Linked DNA regions of Sus scrofa: region 1 is linked to region 2. Evidence: chromatin contacts called from public HiChIP or PLAC-seq data. All regions are on one chromosome and are shown on one strand. Each heading gives the region's core, a stretch centred on a gene start, on an enhancer-like site or on the middle of the called end of the contact. The rest is flanking DNA. Distances are from core to core; before and after follow the strand shown. Region 1 holds the start of AVPR1B (vasopressin V1b receptor). Region 2 holds the start of NUCKS1 (nuclear casein kinase and cyclin dependent kinase substrate 1).

Evidence for each region. HiChIP or PLAC-seq counts read pairs in DNA pulled down with a chosen protein or histone mark.
Region 1: a contact with region 2 is called in an H3K27ac HiChIP or PLAC-seq map of alveolar macrophages. The contact joins the promoter of AVPR1B here to the promoter of NUCKS1 in region 2. A contact is called at or near these places in 1 of 5 promoter capture datasets (skeletal muscle) and 1 of 2 datasets of contacts at active chromatin or transcription factors (alveolar macrophages).

Annotation. Positions count from the first base shown.
Region 1 is chr9:66,772,429-66,778,237 of Sscrofa11.1, forward strand. AVPR1B (vasopressin V1b receptor) reads right to left here and starts at 4,488. Exons shown (of 3, transcript XM_003130445.3): 1 at 2,996-4,488; 2 at 163-491. The coding sequence starts at 3,935. The coding sequence ends at 163.
Region 2 is chr9:66,433,806-66,439,571 of Sscrofa11.1, forward strand. NUCKS1 (nuclear casein kinase and cyclin dependent kinase substrate 1) reads right to left here and starts at 1,685. Exons shown (of 7, transcript NM_001244237.1): 1 at 1,488-1,685. The coding sequence starts at 1,504.

The DNA.
Region 1 (5,809 bases), core at 3,238-5,737, 340 kb after region 2:
CAGCGACCACAGCGAGGGTCGGAGCAGCCATGCTGGCCTCCTCACCCTGCCTCAACCTGGGCTCCCCTGACTCCAGCCCTGATGCTCCCAGGGTTCACATCTGAGATGAGCAGAGACCCTCCGCCGGCCCCGGGGGCAGCGCCAGACTCAGGGGTGTGTTACCTAAAAGATGCCGGTCTCGGTGGTGCCATCCCTGTCCACCGGCTCCGAGTCCTTCAGTGAGTCTTGGGGCTCCAGCCTCCCGCTGAGTCTGGGGCTGAGGCTGGGGTTGGGGGCGCCGCTGGAGCGGGTCAGCAGGGTGGTGCGGCGGCTGGACAGGCTGCTGCTGGAGAGTTGCCTGCGCACACTGGGCCCGGGGCCTCGGCAGCAGACAGGATGGCGCAGGGGGCGTGGCCACAGGTGGCTGTTGAAGCCCAGGTAGATCCAGGGGTTGCAGCAGCTGCTGAGGTTGCCCAAAAGCATGGAGATGGTGAAAGCCACATTCGTTGAATCTGCCCAGAGAGAAGCACAAGAATTACAGAGCTCGACGGGACAGAGACAATGTCAGGTCCTTAACCTGCTGAGCCACAATGGGAACTCCAGGGAAGCACATTTTCCGACACTTAGTTCCTGTACTCTTTGCTCAGAGAGGCCCTTGGTAAGTCACTTTACACATAGTACTGAGGCACAGGTTCATGTTGGTGGTGAAAGCAGGAAGCCTGCACTGGCTGAGCAGCAGGATCTACCTCTTCTCAGAGGTTCCTTGATAAAGGGGCAAATGGCCATCTTACCCCTGGTGCCAGCTGAACTGTGACTGGGAATCTGGCTGTGCCATGGATAAAGCTTGGCCCATAAAGACCTTGATTAGATTCCCGGCTCCATCTCTGACCAGCAGGGACACTTTGGACCAGTTATTTCACCTCCTTGAGTCTCAGGTTACTCAGATGGAAAGGAGAAAGGGCCACCCCTAAGCAGCACAGGGCCTGGATGTGCTTGGTGCTAGGAAGCCCTCCTTCCTTCTCTTCTGGGCTTGACTAGAGCAGGGAGATCTCTACAGCTCTTAAGATTACTATGCTCATTGCTTAAAGGGTAATTTATAAATAGCCCCTTGGGAGTTCCCGTCGTGGCTCAGTGGTTAAAGAATCTGACTAGGAACCATGAGGTTGCGGGTTCGATCCCTGGCCTCGCTCAGTGGGTTAAGGATCTGGTGTTGCCTTGAGCTGGGATGTAGGTCGCAGACATGGCTCAGATCTGGCATTGCTGTGGCTGTGGTGTAGGCTGGAAGCTGTAGCTCCGATTTGACCCCTAGCCTGGGAACCTCCACATGCCACAGGAGCGGCCCTAGAAAAGGCAAAAGGACAATAAATAAATAAATAGCCCCTTGTCCAGACTGATGTCCAAAAGGTGGTTAACAAGAGGTACGGTGGGATGGTCAGCATCACACTCCTCTTGCTAAATTGTGTTAATGTCACTAACAGCCTTCCCTTACTTCATCTCTCCAGAAAAGGCAAAGCATTTGGCTGGAGTGTGGCCTGGGATGAGCCAAATGAGATCAGAAACAAAAGCACAGGCAAAGAGGACCACTCCCTAAGATCTAGTAGGAAGGGGTAGCCTGGGTCTACTGGCCAGTGAACCCTCCAGAAGCTTTCAGAGGAGCCTGTGCACAGGGCCTCCCTGGGCAATTACGTGTTGCACCTGTTATACATCCCCAGCTTTGCATAAGAGATGCTGCACTGCAGAGCACCCCGTCACCCTGTTTTGAGGACACCCAGGCCACTTACTTGTCCTCACTCTTCTTAGGGGAACCAGAACAGATGTCTGGTTTGTTTGTTTGTTTGTTTGTTGTTTTTTGTTTGTTTGTTTTGTCTTTTTGCCTTTTCTGGGGCCACTCCTATGGCATATGGAGGTTTCCAAGCTAGGGGTCGAATCGGAGCTGTAGCTGTCGGCCTACGCCACAGCCACAACAACGCCAGATCCGAGCCATGTCTGTGACCTACGCCACAGCTCACGGCAACGCCAGATCCTTAACCCACTGAGTGAGGCCAGGGATCAAACCTGCAACCTCATGGTTCCTAGTTGGATTTGTTAACCACTGAGCCACGATGGGAACTCCGGGAATAGATGCCTTTGAATACCACTCTCCAACATTTTTGCTGCCCACCCCCAGCACCTACCTTTCTGAGAACACGCTCACCCCCAAATGGCCTGGCGGTCTGGAGGTATCTAAAACTTAGGAGGCTGTGATCGACCTCACTCCAAAAAAGTCACCAAAACATGGCCTCCCACGTGCCACCCGGGACCCAGTCCACCTGGAGGGCTCCATTTTGTTTTTCACGTAGGAGGAAGGCTCCTCTCCTCATCCCTTTCAGAGCCAGGATTATTGAAGGGGGGCACAGAGTTGAGGAAAAAGTCAAGGAACAGCAAGCCTGGGTTCTATTCTTCACTTTGCTCCTTCCTAGCTGTGTGGCCTTGGGCAAGTCACGTTTCCTCTCTGGGCCTCTGCTTTCTCATCAGGGTTGAATTGAAATTTCGGGGTTTCAGGCTAGTTAACTGGAAGGGCTGTTGAGAAGGAGTTCAAAGTCATGTTCAGGTGCAGGGGGGCAAGAGTGATGAGAGCTACAGTTCGTGGGCCACACATGGACATCCTGGACTGAATCATGTGAAAATCCCTTTCAAACATCAAGCAAACTGCCAGTTGCTTGATCAAATCTACTAATGGTCATATTTCCTTAGGGTCATATAGCATCTTTAAATGATTCAATTAGCTACCAACATTTTTAAACATGGAAATTCCCATGACAAACTTCACATGGCATCGGCTGCCTGGCTGGGAGTTGCAGCTGAGCCCTTTCACGTGGGACAAGCACCATCTCTCTGAATTGTTTTCACTCATTTGTGGCCTGTCTAGCCCTGGGAGTCACTGTAACCCTGTCCTCATATTCTCATTCTCCTTTCTCTGCATTTTTCCTCCTCATTCCCCCCTCCCCCCACCCCTGCCACCAGACAACACACTTGCCTTCGTCAGGGGCATTCTCATCCCATACAGACCACATCTGGACACTGAAGAAAGGTGCCCAGCAGGCGATGTAGGCCAGCACAATGACAAAGGTCATCTTCACAGTTCGGATCTTGGCCCGTGAGATGGTACTGATGCTGCTGACCCGGGAGGGCAGCCCCCGCATGGCGGCAGCCTGGGCCAAAGGTAAGGGTTCGTTCCAAGTCCTCCGACCCCCTCCTTCCACCTTCCAGGCCTGAGTCTTGACTTTTAGGTTCTTGCAGATTTCGTGGCAGATGAGGCTGTAGCAGGCCGTGAGCGTGGCCACAGGCAGGATGAAGATGGCCAGGGTGGTCCAGGTGATGTAGGCCCGTGGCCCCCAAGGGAAGCGGAAGTCTGCCCAGCAGTCCAGCACGCCGGAGCCCTGGATCACCTCTCGCAAAGAAAAAATGAAGACTTGAGGGAGGCTGAGGAGGGCGGCCAGCAGCCAGGGAGCTGCGATGAGTGGGTAGGTGGACCGGTTGGGCTGCTGGAGGCTGCGCAGAGGGTGACAAACGGCCAGGTAGCGGTCCAGTGTCATGGCCAGCAGCATGTAAGTGGAGGCGAACATGCTGAGCACCTGTAGGTACTTAACGGCCCGGCAGAGAGGGTCAGGGCCCTGGAAGCGGTAGGTGATGTCCCACAGCAGCTGGGGCAGCACCTGGAAGAGCGCCACGCCCAGGTCCGTCAGGGCCAGGTGCAGCACAAACAGGTGCATGCGGGAGCGCTTGCGGCCTGGCTGTCCCAAGGTCAGCAGCACAGTCAGGTTGCCCCCTGTCGCCAGCACCAGGACAGTGGCCAACACTCCAATCTCCACCTTGGCCAGTTCCTCATCCCGGCCCAGCCAGGGTGTGGTGGCATTGGGGACAGAGAGAGTGCCTCCAGGGGTGGGGTTGGCCAACCAAGGAGGTCCCGAATCCATGGCGGAAGTCTTCGGGGAGGGACAGGGACGAGGAGAGGGATGGATGGAGAGTTGGGTGCAAGTGGAGAGGGTCAAGGAGTGAGATGGAGGGGGGAGGGGAAGATTTAAGATGGAAGAAAGGAGGAGGGTGAGGATGCCAGGGAGAAGGGCTGAAATTGGGTGAAAATAGTTAAGAGGACAGGGATAGAGAGGATGAGGGAGAAAGAGATAAGGACGGACCTATAAGGCGCCGATCCTAGAGAGGGGAGGGGGAAACCGGCAGCGAAGGGACGGAGGAGTCAGGGAGGCAAGGTGTCAGGAAGGAAAGAATGGATGAGGCTGTGCAAGGTGAGGCTTCTGAAAAGGAAAGAAGGCTGGGGGAGCTGGCACCACTCCTGAATCCACCCTGAGTTCACTTTCTCCAAACTTTTCTGGAAGTGGAAAGCAGATGTCTCTAAGCCTGCTTGGAGGCGCGGTCAGAGCCGTCCGTCAGCGTCACCCGTCCACCCGCGGAGCGGGAAGCCCCAGTGTGGCGGTCCCAGCCTGGCCCGCGCACCCTGGCGGGCGGGAGGCGACAAGCGGCAGCGACAGAGCATCGGCTCAGCCTGAGCAGGTTTTATGGGCTCACAGCCGGAGCGCTCCGGCCCCTCCGCACGCCGGTTGGCTCCTGCAGAGGAGGGCGGAGTGACACAGGCACCCAGCCGGCGGCGGGGGGACGGAGAGGCTGGCTGGAGGGGGTAGAGGGGAGTGTCCGGGGAGAGTCGGGGAGGAGGAACAGAGGGTGGACCAGGCACAGGCAGGGAGAGAAGGTGGATCAGGGACAGAGAGGGTGGGAAGGGGACCGCACAAGTCAGCGCTCACCTGCCAGAGGGACCCATGGATCCGCAAACAGGCAGGTAACCTCATCTTGGCTCGCGCTTGGAACCATCGGACTGTCTCCCAAGACAGATGCATACCCAGGGAATGGGGGGTGGCCACTCACCATGTGGGGACCCTAAGGCTAGCAGCGCTGTTGGGTTCCTTGTTAGCCCAGCAAGGGTCCAAGAACGGCAGGTGTGGCCAGGTGGGCGAGGCAAGGCCCCAGAAGGCGCTCTTAGCCCTTGGGAGCGACCTTGACGACTCCTTCCGAGGAAACAGGTGGAGGTCTTAAAGGATAGCGGGCGGGGAAGCAGGACATGTGCGAAGAGGGGGCAATAGTGGTGACAGGAAGGCAGGGGTGGGAGGAGTTAGACCTGGAGTTCTGCAGTTCAGGATAGGTTAACCCGTGGACTCCAGAGTCCTTCTCAAGCAGCATCATAAAGGCAGTAAACCACCCTATGAGAGGAACCGTGGAGGCCCATGGACGTTACATGACTTGCTCTGGAAGATCACAGAACTAGTAAGCAGTAGAGGCAGGACTAGACCCAGGGCATATGCTTTTCCAAGAGCGGCCTTATCCAGTGTGTGAGAGGCGCTGGCGCAGAGGGTCCAAAGAAAAATAAACCACCAGGGCCCAGAGGAAGCTTATGGTTCAGTGGAGAATGTAGTGTGTGGTCCTGGTTGTGGAACTCACTTTATTTTTAGTACATATAGCAGGTGGGTTATTGGGACTCCCTAGAGCGTATTAGAAGTTCCTTAGGTGTGACAACAGCACGTTTACACCCTCAGAAAGGGCAGGGTTCATCATTGTACCAGAGGTCCTCTTGTCCTGACTTTTAATCAAACCAGATCCCCCTTTAAAGTGCCACCCCCCATCCAGTTAACATCACTTTTTTTTTTTTTTTTGTCTTTTCCAGGGCTGCACTTGCAGCATATGGAGGTTCCCAGGCTAGGGGCCTAATCAGAGCTGTTGCTGCTGGCCAATGCCAGAGCCATTCAATGCCAGATCTGAGCCGTGTCTGCCACCTACACCATAG
Region 2 (5,766 bases), core at 435-2,934:
TCGGGTTGAAATTAGGAGGCAGAAAAGCAGTCAGGTAGTAGTTAGCACCCTCCTCACGCCCACCCCCGAGCGTAGGAGTAGGCAGCCCATACTACCACCAGCTGGAGATGGATGATCTAGTCTGGAAACAGAATGGTGTGGAACAAAACCCTTTCCGGGGTTCCAAACCTCCCTTTAGAGCTCTAGGTCAAAATACTTCCGTTTTTCACAAAACTTGGAATGAAGTACGGGAAGCAACAACTGTTAAAACATTAAAAAACTAACCCTTTACCTATTTATCCAGAAAACGCTATGCGAAGTAGCCAATATCTCACGCTGAAAGCATCAAGCATATTACATTAAAAAAAAAAAAAACATTTATTTGCAACAGGCCTCAACAGATTGGACTAAGCCACACCCCTCCATAAATGGCACATTCCATACAACAGCCAGGAGTAGACGGCAAAGGGCGATTCCACCGTCCGCTGGGGGAACAACAAACTTGTTGAAATTCTCAGAATAAAGTCTAACGATTAACCGAAATCTAGCCCCTTTATCATTAAAGTTATCCGGGATAAAGATTAGGTTACAAAAACATCCGAGACGTGTAGACTGCTAAGAGGAGAGAAAGAGGTAGCGGGAAGGAGAACCACCCGGGATTTGGGTCGAGCAGTTAACCCGCACCTCCCTGAGTAGGGGACATTTCCCCGAGGAAGGACATTCCTAGCCGGAGAGAAAAGCGAACTCGGGGTGTGGGGGAAGGGAGTTAACCCACTCAAAACTCCGACTTGGGCGAGAGGCTGCAGTCATTTTCCAGGGCCTAGTCCGGAACTCTCACTTTGGCTGGAGGGGAAAAGAACGGGTCCCGCCCACGCTCGGCCCGATCCGGGAGGCGGGGCCCTGCTGCGACCCTGGAGGACGGAGGCGGGGCCCGGCAGCAGGGTCGCCCCTCCCCCTTTGGATGGAACAACCCCCCCCTCCGCTGGAGAAAGAGGGCTGAGTTCCCCCCGCCCCACGCAAGCCGAGGGGGGAAGGGGGTAAACCACTGGAGATAGAGGGCAGTCTTCCGCCACCCCCCTCAATTATGGGGGTGGGGGCCGAGACTGAGTCCGCTAGTCCCCCACCCCCGCCGGCTCCAAGGGGCCGGCCCGGAGGAGGTGGGGCCTGGGTGGGGGCACTGACTTCACACCCCTCCCCCTCCGGCCGCTGGCGGTTCAGGGAACACCCCGCCCGCTCCAGTGCGGCGAGTGGGGGAGGCAGCAGAGCAGCCCCGAGCCCTGCAGCAGCGCGGGGCGGGGAGAAGCGCGCGCAGAAGCGCGCGGCCGCCACCCCCACGCAGACCCGCGCGCCAGCAAGGCCCCCCACGCTCAAGGGCGCGCGCGGGCCCCGAAAGGGAGGAGGCCGCGCGTGGCACAAGAGAAGGCCGACTCTAGGCTTCTGTCCCCCACTCCTTTACCACTCACCCCAACCCCCTCCAACCCGTTCCAGGCCTCGGACTCCGCACTGACCTGACAGGCCGAGACATGTTCGCTGTCGAAACAGGACCGAGTCGAGAAGCCAAAGACCAGGACCCCCCCCACCCCGCGCGCTCGGCGCCCCACCCCCCCCAACTTCGGCCGATAGGGCCGCTGCCGCCGAACCCCGAGCTGCTGGCTTCTCAAACTCCGCCGCTCCTAGGTTCAGGGCCCCTTAATCTGACGAGCCCCCCGCTCCCCCGTCTCTTCAAAATGGATGAATCAAACCAGCCGAAAATGCGCCAAAGCCGCGGTACAGCCAAACCCACTAGGGCCTGTGGGCTCCGCCCCAACAGGACCGGTCATTGGTGGCCTCTGCCAGATGCGCCGAGCTCATTAGTCCGTTTGAATCATCACGTATCTCAGGCCCCGCCCCCTCCGTGAGATCCTGTTAGTCAAGATGCTCTGAGAGCGCAAGGCCGCAAAACAAAAATGGTCGCTGCTCGGCCCGCCCCCTGGTTTCCACTCCTGCGTTGCAGATTCGTCTTGGGTCGCATCTTGGGACGACTAGGAAAAAAGATTTACGAAAGATTCAGTGTCTTTTAGTGTTAGTTTAATGATGTATCATTTCACCTGGCTTGATCATCTAGAAACTCCACTAATAGCAAAATCTGTGGGATAAGCAGCTGATTCGTCAGGAAGGTACTGCTTCTGAATTGGAGGGAAATTCCATAGGTTCAAAAATTTTGACCTTAAATCCACAAACCCCTTCTCCGTGCTTCAACATTAGCCCTCAAGACCCCAACCGCTGCTAGACCAGAGAGGCAGGCTCATAATCAAGGAATAACTTCACGACAAATTTCCATTCTCTGTTCTGCCCCTAGAGATCACTTTGAGGTCTTTAAAATCCCAGTCATGAGCATCATTTTGGGGGACCAAATGATTAGGAGCATGAGCTCTGGACCAGAAGGTGTTTCAGACTGAACCTCAGGTCCACCACTGAATAGTTGCATAACTTTACTTCTCTGGGCCTCAGTTTTCTGATGTGTAAAATGGGGAACAATAGTACTTAACTCACAGAATTATTAGGATTAAATGAGTTGACTTTAATCAGTCAACTTTAGGACAGTCTCTGGAACACAGTAAGCGCAACATAAGTATTTGTTAAATTCAATCCCTTATCCCTGGATGGTGGGGGGGAGCAGCTGGCTCAAGACACAAGTGAAATAGCTGAGGGTAACTCAGATTATTAGATTTAAATCTGTGAACATTAGTTAGATGCATAAAACTCAGAGGTGGAGCTCAGGATCCCTATATGAATGGCCAGTGTGTACCCCACCATTGTAAAATAGACTTCAATCCCTGTCACAGGGAGTCTGTTAATAACCAACTGAAGATACACTCCATAAACAAACAAACAAACCCACCACTATCACCGCCTGAAAGTTTCCCCTTGTAAAATCTGGCTTCCCTAAGGGAAGAGAATGGCAGTCCACCAAGCAAAGCATTAAACAAGTCGTATTTCCTCTTCCATGTCACTCCACCTTTTCTCTGCTGAAAGTTGGTGGTGGTAGTTTAAATTAAAAAATAAAAATGGGGGGAGTTCCCATTGTGGCACAGCGGAAATGAATCTGACTAGGAACCATGAGGTTGCGGGTTCAATCCCTAGCCTCTGGCCTCGCCCAGTGGGTTAAGGATCCAGCTTTGCTATGGAGCTGTGGTATAGGTCACAGACACGGCTTGGATCCGGTGTTGCTGTGGCTGTGGTGTAGGAGGGCAGCAACAGCTCCAATAGCCTGGGAACATCCATATGCTGTGGGTGGGGCCCTAAAAAGCAAAGAGCAAAAAAAACAAAATTTTTTCTGCCTTTTAAAGGCTGAATAATATTTCATATATATATATATATCACATTTTGTTTATCCATTCAACTGTCAGTGGACAGCTGGATCACTTCCGGGTTTTGGTTATTGTGAATAATTGCTTCTGTGAACACGATATATAAATCTCTCTTCTTTATTCATCCTGCTTTCAATTCTTTGGGGTATATACCCAGAAGTGGAATAGATCATATCGTAGGAGTTCCCGTCCTGGCACAGTGGAAATGAATCCGACTAGGAACCATGAGGTTTCGGGTTCAACCCCTGGCCTCGCTCAGTGGGTTAAGGATCCGGCGTTGCTGTGAGCTGTGGTGTAGGTTGCAGACACGGCTCGGATCTGGCATTGCTGTGGCTGTGGTGTAGGTCAGTGGCTACAGCTCCAATTCGACCCCTAGCCTGGGAACTTCCATATGCCACAGGAGCAGCCCTAAAAGGACAGAAAAAAAAAAAAAAAAAAAAAAAGGTCATATAGTAATTCTATTTTTAATTTTTGGGGAATCTCTGTACGATTTTCTATAGCATGTGCACCATTTAACATTCCCACCAACGTACAAGGGTTCCAGTTTCTCCAAATTTTGCCAACACTTATTTTGGTTGGTTTCTTTTGTTTGTCTTTTTTAGGGCCTCACTCTCAGTGTATTGTAGGTTCCCAGGCTTGGGGGCAAATCAGAGCTGTAGCTGCCGGCTTATACCACAGCCACAGCAATGCAGGATCCGAGCCACATCTGCAACCTACGCTGCAGCTTATGGCAATGCCAGATCCTTTAACCCACTGATCATGGCCAGGGATCAAACCGATCTCATGGATTGTAGTCAGGTTTTTAACCCGGTGAGCTAGGGAACTCCTGTTTTGTTTTGATATTAGTCATCCTAGTGGGTGTCCCTATATGTTTTGACTAAGTGTATTATCATCCATATCATTGTCAAGATGCCAGTGCAGAGACTGGAGAGGTACAGTAATCATGAATGACTTTGTTGGGAGCTCTTTTATTAGGTCAGATTACTATTATTTTAGCAAATACCATTATTTGTTATTGTGAGAGGAGGCAGAGGAATTCATGTTACTCATTTATTAGGTAATGAAAGGAAGAGGCCATAGTTTACATGTCCAGGCAGGTGGAAAGTTCAGAACAAGTCTTCTAGACCTTGGCACTATAATTTATTTCAAGGCCAACACACAGATGGCCACTGAATGAAGGCTTTTCCTCTTCTAAGCTGAGGGGCATAGTCTATCTATCTCTTCACCTTAGCTTCAGCTAACATCTTCCCTCTATTTGCTTTATTCACTCAGCATTTTAACAAACACGGTCTCTTAGGAAGGAAGTAAAGTAGGACTTGAATTTCTAGTTTACTTTTTAGTTGGCAAGTCCAGAGTTATAGGAGTCCCAGCACTGTGTCCCTGGCAGTCAAGGGAGCGTGGAATGCAACTTCCAAGGTCGGTTCCCTCCAGCGCATCCCCAGATGATACCCTGGACACCTGTGTCAGGCACAGCTAGCGTGTAGGAAACTAAAGAAAGACACTGATCTTATGACAGGTCAAATCTTAGATGCACCATTGGTTCACCCTGAAGGGACAATATACTTAGTGAAACTAGGAGAAATTATGAAAACAAAAGAGGCACAGGAGACAGAAAAGACAGTTATTCTTTCCCCTTGGAAATGAGGTCCTTTTAAACCCAATTCTTAATTTCCCCTATGATTTTAGTTTAAGGAGCCTTTTCTGGAGTCCCCATCATGGCTCAGTGGTAATGAATCCGACCAACTAGTATCCATGAGAATTCAGGTTCCATCCCTGGCATCGCTCAGTGGGGTGGGGATCCCGTGTTGCTGTGACTGTGGTGTAGCCTGACAGCTACAGCTCTGATTGGACCCCTAGCCTGGGAATTTCCATATGCCTTGGTTGTGGCCCTAAAAAGACAAAAAAAAAAAAAAAAAAAAAAAAAAAGTAGCCTTCTTCTTCTCCCTTGCATATGTTAAAGATATTAAGTGGCAGTGCAGGGTTGGTGAGACTGAAGACTCTTCTCTGTGCCTAATAAAGACCCATTTCCTTCAAGGCCATGCTGTCTTTGCTTGCAGCTTTGTAAAAATTTTCGAGCCCTTACTCTGAGCTGGGCAATTCTAGTTCCATGGCCTCATGAAAGACAGCTGACTAGGTTTAAAGACAGGCACTGCTTCTACTGACCACAGGTGCTTGGAAAGGGACCTGTCTTTGAAGACCCAGCCAAGAAGTTACAGAAAACTTCTCCAGGCTTTTTCTTTTCTTTCTTTTTTTTTTTTTTTAAATCTTCCACCTCCAACCTGCTGACTCTCATCCCCATCACAACACTCATAAGAAAGGATGGGACGGAAGAGCTTTGTGTCTGCTTAGTCTTTTTGTAATCCCAGAGGCCAAAAACCTGCTTGGAGTTCATGGTTAAACAGGATGCTCCATTGGCTCAGGTCCCTGCCAGAAAAAT